Linked DNA regions of Astyanax mexicanus: region 1 is linked to region 2. A link is a contact called in public Hi-C data. All regions are on one chromosome and are shown on one strand. Each heading gives the region's core, a stretch centred on a gene start, on an enhancer-like site or on the middle of the called end of the contact. The rest is flanking DNA. Distances are from core to core; before and after follow the strand shown. Region 1 overlaps LOC111195807 (a long non-coding RNA gene). Region 2 holds the start of LOC103023355 (serine protease 23).

The links. A called contact is a pair of places that touch in the nucleus more often than the background predicts.
Region 1: a contact with region 2 is called in a Hi-C map of muscle, with 5 times the contacts expected there. The contact joins the enhancer-like site here to the promoter of LOC103023355 in region 2. A contact is called at or near these places in 2 of 3 Hi-C or Micro-C datasets (both in muscle).

What each region holds. Positions count from the first base shown.
Region 1 is chr10:45,956,745-45,960,519 of AstMex3_surface, reverse strand. The region is part of intron 2 of LOC111195807 (a long non-coding RNA gene); the gene reads right to left. Among protein-coding and RNA genes, the nearest start is that of LOC111195807, 7.3 kb to the right of the region's middle. Within about 2 kb of position 2,304, the one cell type or tissue checked has an H3K27ac peak away from gene starts, as active enhancers do.
Region 2 is chr10:45,914,564-45,917,867 of AstMex3_surface, reverse strand. It overlaps LOC103023355 (serine protease 23), which reads left to right and starts at 1,787. Exons shown (of 2, transcript XM_007243217.4): 1 at 1,787-2,124.

The DNA.
Region 1 (3,775 bases), core at 1,055-3,554, 42 kb before region 2:
GGGAAAAAAGGCTGTAAAGTCAGTTTACCGGCTGCTGATGGACTCAATTTGGTGAAGAGTTAACACAAATCTTTGTCAGATGCAATTTTGAGACAGATCCCTGTCTCAGCTTCTATATGTTAAGATGTACAGTCTTGTTTATTCCATTTTGAAGATCATTAAATCAGTATTTCGGTTAATCAAATTAATTTGAATAACCTTTCAGCACTTGCCCCTACTTATATCCAAATCAGACAAAAACATGCTACTGATACTTTCTTTCTGGATGGAATTATATCCTAATGTTCTTACTTTACCCTTGTTTATTTGACTGCAGTAATTGTACATATGCTTGATGTCTGTTGGTAACAAAAAAGTTGTTAAGTGGTTAAGTATGAATTTCTGAGGTGGACTTAAAGGCAGCACTATGGTTCCCAAACTGCAATGGCCACTTTTATGATCCATGATATTGATAGATTTAAGCTATTACAGAGTATATATGCTTCATAATTTGCTTTGTTTTATGTTTGCTTAGCTCTGTTTACTGTTTCTCAATTAAAAAAGACAGAACGTCCATACCTTCGACCCTGACACTGCTGTTTTTTAAAGATAGCCAGATTCTTTCTGCTCTCCTTCCTGTCTGTGGACAGGCTGAGCAATCGTATGCTGTCAGTTTTGCTGATATTAAAACCAGCTGTTTGCGTGTACACAGCAGGAACTCAGACTATGACTAGAGATTGCTTAGCCTCTGCACCAGCCTGTCTGAATACCTGTTGACTTTACAGTATTTACAAATCTCCTACAGCTGCTTATAGGGGACCCATAAAGCAATATGAAGAATTCAATGGTAGTACTCCCTAGTACAGGTGTTGCTGGTCCTAGGGTTATGTATTGGCAAGAAAATATGTTTATGACTGAGTGCACTCTCAATAGATTCAGTTAAAGAGTTTTTGCTTATTGACTGACAAATTGTGGTAAATGACGCCTTCACATTGACATTTTTCCACCAAGCCTCAGTGAGGTGAAGTAACATTATCAGTAGTTTGGTTAATGTGTTGTTTCACACGGGTTTTTCTGTGCTCGAAACAAATATTATATTATATTAAAGAAAAACAGTGTAAAGATATAACCCTTACAGTGGTATCAATGCTTTTGTTAAACTCTTAAGAAATAATGGTACAAAAAACATCAGACTTGCTCCTTTCTCTGTAACAGAATTAATCATTTCCACCTTAAATGATTCTGAAGTTTAATAACAGCTACATTAGCAGTGTGCCTTACCCAGCACAACTACTGTGCTGTTAGCATAGTCATTAGGATTGCTGCCACACTGTTAGCCCCCCTTGCCTATCAGTATCCTTTACATTTAAAATATAAATAAATGGTCTACATCTTAAAGCACTGAAAGCAAGACTTGGGTCCTTTACCAGACAGGGTCACATGAAATACATAAATACATAACATACTGGGCTCCCCGACAGGGATTAAGCCTAATGCAAGACTAATTATTACTTTAAATGAAAAATCCCCATTCAAATGCTGTGTAATCCAAGACTTGGCTTAATTCTGGTTTGGGAAACTCCCCATGTATGTTATGCCACAGCACACACTCCCAAATAAAGAAATTTTTTTTTTTTTCAAATAAAGAGCATCCCTGCACTCCCAAAAAAATTCACTAAAACTTGGCAAAATATATTATCTCATTTCAAGGCAATACATTTTTTTTTTACTAAGCACTGTAAGTGTAAGCTTATTTTGCTTATTTTTTCAACAACCTTAAGACTTTTTCACCTTATTTTAAGTACTTATAACTCCAAATAAAGCAGTCAAGTTATTCTGATTATTGTGTCCAAATTTAATTTATAAAATCAGGGAATTTTAATAGATTCAATTCAAATTCTTGATTTAAAATCATAATGATTTTGATTAATATAAGCAGGTACATCTTAATTTTGATATGTTTTGTCTGATTTTTGCCAGTTTATTTTGTGCAGAGTATTTTGGAAATACTGTTAATTATTCTATGCAGCCATTGCAAAAAATCTAGGCTTTTCACAGTATTTTTTTGACCCTGGTACTGGAGGTCTCTGGGAGGGTTCAAAAAGACTTTCATGTCTTGATGTACGAATCTACCTTCTGAAATCTGCAAAGTCCACAATCCTGAGAGACTTTTCCTCTAACTCCTGTTTCTGTCCTCAGCAGGACCTCCTGCACCTAATCAGGAAAATAGCCCAGACAAGTTGATGTAGACGTGGTGGTTTTCCATAGGAAAGTCCATATAAAACATGAGGCGCCACGGGAAGCTGGTTAGCTTCTGTGGCTTCACTCATCATGCTTGCTCTCTGGTGGGTTTCTGCTCACCCCCTTCACCCGCAACACCACCACCAGCACGAGCAGTACAGAAGCACTGGAGGCCTGTGAGGGTGAACCTCAGGCAATTAAGCTTTGCTACGTCTCTCGTTTTATTCTGCAGTTTATTTTAAAAGGTTAGTCCCCAGAGTTTCATATTCTGCTGCTGTAAAGAGCAGCTAGAGCAGCAGGGCTGCAGTGGAGGTCTGCTGCCTTTAACAGTGTAAATCCTGTAAAAGTTACCTCACGGAAAAGACTGGCTGATTGAAGTGCAGGGGAGAAAAACTAAAAGGGCACATAGTACACATCACAGTGTCTCACAATCTTGCCTATGGAGCACTATCTACGATAGGTTAGTAAAGAATGAATATTTTATAACAGCCACCGCCTCTTTTCAAACTGCTACTGATGCAGTATTGCTGAATAAACAGTGCAATTGGAGGAAAGCGCAGCGACTCAGTCCCGGTACATTATCTCAGAGATGCTTTGTGCTGATCGGCATTACCTTTCAGAGTGACGAGGGGAAAGAGCACCATCTACCCACCCAGAGAGAGCAAGGCCAATTTTGCTCTCTCAGGGCTCCAGTAGCTGATGGCAAGCTACATGAACAAGATTCGAAACCGGCGATCTCCCGGTCATAGTAGCAGCGCTTAGCCTTAAGGACCAATCTGAGTCAAGAATGAAGATTATTTTAAGAGCCCGGAACAATTTCTGTATATTTATATTAATACATTTAGTGAGCAGGACATCAATGTTGTTTGCTTATTGAGGGAACATGACTGTAAAACATTTTAAGATTGTATTTTGACATTTTGTTCTTGAAATCAGGTCAAAAATAGTTATACAGAAGGTAAAGCATTTATTAAAACTGGATTGATAAACTGGTTGGAGCAGATATTTAAAAAGATCTCTCTCTAAATTCAGCACTAACCCAGCACTCCTACATTCTGTAAATAAGGTCAGGTAGCTAAAGGTCAGACAGTCACTGTGTGATGATTTCATGATGTTCAGTATGTGTCACTTTGAGACTTCTTGTGTTACAGGCCTTGGCCCGTATATGGGCTACAGGTGTCGGTGACCAAAACCTTTTCCTCTGCATTAAAATAAGTTTTACATTCTGAAAACTTTTTGGAGACTCTTATAGGACACTTGGAGAAGCTGCCTGTCCACTTTCTACTCCACATTATAATTTTATATTTTATTTTATATTATATATATTTTTTACCATTATAATTTTCAGTAACATTCATCAAACATGAAACATTTTAATGTACTGCTACAACAGAAATCCTCAAGATATAGATTTTCTTACTCAAGAGGGCCAGTGATGGGAGTAACGGCGTCGAAATAAACGGAGTTACTTTTTTCAGTAACGAGTAATCTAACTAATTACTCTGACTGTAACTATAACGCCGTTAACAGCTGTGTGTGATACAAGCCTCAAACA
Region 2 (3,304 bases), core at 538-3,037:
AAATAAATAGTTTTCCCAAACATGCAGAAACCCTGATTTAAGTTTAGTGTAGAACTTCTCATATATCCTCACTACTAAAGCCACTAGAGTATGTTTACATTTTCAATTCATTTTCAATTTCAATTTCTGCACAACATTAGCAGAAATGTATAAAACTCTAATTTACGCTTAATGTAACGTGTGCGCCACTCTAGAGTTTTAAAACGGCGCACACGTTAAATTAAGCGTAAATTAGAGTTTTATACATTTCTGCTAATGTTGTGCAGAAATTAACAGTTCATATAAAACTACACCTGTACTCTTATAGTAATGTTCTGTTCCACCTTAAAAGCTGAAGACGTTTAAATTTAAAACTGCTGTCGCCACAGCAGCTTTTAAGGTGGAATGGTAAATTCAAACACTGCAAAAACCTTCGTGTGAGTGTTTTTACTGAAGACAATAAAGTGTATTTAAGACAACTATCTACCAGCTACTTACTCGTAGATGCATGTACTATCTTAATGAACACCCAAGACGTTTTATCCGTGATGTTTACGTTTCTGTCAGCGTATTGAGCGCGCGGGAACTACACGTGGAGAAATGGGTGTGTCCTACATGACTCTTTAATTAAAACCGCGCCCCATGTTAAACTCTCGCCCAATAACACTGCGTGTTGTTGACGTCACCAGAGTGGAGACTCTTGAGGAGCAGTATAGGGCATAGTGGATAACATTTATTTTGTCTAATACTTTATGTTTCTGTACTATAATTTGCTAAGGTGTATGTCCCTTATTATGACTGGCTTGTACATTTATATTCCTGCCTAGCAGAACTATTTCACTACTGTACTTAAGTACTTAAATGCTGTATCTGTATCTATTGGAGTATTATTTTTACTTTACTACTGTACTTAGGTACTATAATGCGGTATCTGTATCTACTGGAGTATTATTTTTACATCAGTACTGTACTTAGGTACTAAAATGCTGTATCTGTATCTACTGGAGTATTATTTTTACATCAGTACTGTACTTAGGTACTAAAATGCTGTATCTGTATTTACTGGAGTATTATTTTTACTTCACTACTGTACTTAAGTACTAAAATACTATATCTGTATGTACTGGAGTATTATTTTTTTTCTCCTACTTCCACTTTTACTCCACTACATATTTTCAATGAGTTTAATACTTTTACTCTGATACATAGTTTATGTGCTGTATTGTTACTTCTTACAATTATAAAAAATTACAAAACATTTCAAACTCACATTATCACTGCTCTACGTTCTCACTGGGTTTGATGAAGCTGCTCTTTATTAAGGGGAATTAAACAATCAAGCTATTTTATAAGACATTCAGTACTTGGGTAGTATATTTTATGATACTACTTTAAAACTACTTGCAACACTTAAGTACAAAAAATAATTTTAAATACTTTACTTTATTTTGTACTTCCACTTAATTAATTATGGTGCTTAAAAAACAATTCAACTTCTACTTCAGTCACTTTTTTGATAGAGTACTTTTATTTCTACTCAAGTCTGGCTCTCTAGTATTTTATACATGGCTGGTGATTGGCAAAATAATATTCAGCTATAACTTCACATTTCTGTCCTAAAAAAGTTCTGTACTAAAATTCTGTACTAGTAGTGGCAAGTAGGTCCTTAGGTAGGACAGTTCTGTGAATGTTTAACAGTTCATGACTAACTGACCAATCATAGCACAGGAGAGTACACACTCCAGCCAATCCAGGTCCAGGGGGCGGGGCCTGTCTGAAAACGGGTGGGGAATGAAGTGGGCTGCAGTGGTGCTGGTAGCTGAAGGTGGGCTCAGATACTCCACACACAGCCTCGCCTGACAGACTGAAGATCCAGCAGATCCGCGCACATCGCTGTCCTGCCCGCGGAGGATGAGTTAGAGCCCGGGAGAAGCTGATACACAGATCCAGCAGAGCGGAGGAGTGATGGGGTCTCGGGCAGACTGAGGGTCCTGTGGGCAGCGGGTGGGCTGGTGTGGGAGTTCAGGGTAAAACCTGTCACACAGCAGCTCTGAGAAAATGGGAGAGAAGCTGAGAGCTGGGAGAGCTGGTGCACAGGGAGAGAAAACCAGGATCTGGATATAAAAACAGTTTCTGCTGATCAAGGTAAAGTATTTAACTGAAATATCACATATTCTATACTTTGCTATATGCTATAATATTATAACCTGGCAGTACGTGTTCTTAAAATCTCATAATCTTATAATCATAATAATGTAAATGTGTTAAGATCTAATACTTCACATTTCTGTACTTTGATTGGCTTAATAATATTTTTCTATACCATGATTGATTAGATATTCAAGTATTTATTTTTTTATGTTCTGTGATTGGCTATAAGTTAACATGCCTGTACTATGACTGCTTAGTTATTCACATTTCTATTTTAGTTTTGCCTAGAGGTTTATTTTTTTTCTGTACTATGATTGATTAGATATTCAAATGTCTGTACTATAGCTGCATGGTACCTCATCTTTATGTTATATGATTGGTTATAAGTTTATATTCCTGTAATATGATTGCTTAGTACCTTTAGGTTTCTGTACAGTGGTTGGTTGGAAATTCATATTTCTCTTTTGTAAGTGGCAATATGTTTATTTTCCTGTACTATGCCTGCTTAGTTTTTCACATTTCTGTTTTATGGTTGCCTAGAGCTTATTTTTAATATTCTATGATTGATTTGGTATTTTAATTTATGTACTCTAACTGCATAGTACCATATTTGTTTTCTGTTCTGTGATTGGCTATACATTTATATTTCTGTACTATGACTGCCTAGTACCTTCAGGTTTCTGTACAGTGGTTGGCTAGAAATATACATTTCAATACATCTCTGTACAATGATAGGCTAGACATTTTTTTTCCTGTACTGTGGTTGGTGAGACATATTATATCCCTGTATAATTGGTGCCTAATAATTCACATTTAGGTACTAATAATGAGCTAGCACATATTATGGTTAGCTATATATGGTCTTAGATATTATGGTTAGTTAGAAGGATAAATGACTGCCTAATACTTGATACTGCTGTACTATGGTTGGCTAGACGTTTATATTTCTATTCTGTACTTGAGTATACATCTATAGTCATATGCAATGACAAAAACCTGATCCATATCTCTTGTCTTAATCTTCTCAAGAGACTGTAACTGTTTTAAAATAAGTGTAACAGGATTTATTTGGCCAACTTTGTAACCCAAGCTGCTGCCAGTGCATCCACACACTGGCACTGTTAGTTTATACAGGCTGAAAGCAAGTGAGGGAAGGTAAACACTGGGTGTGTTC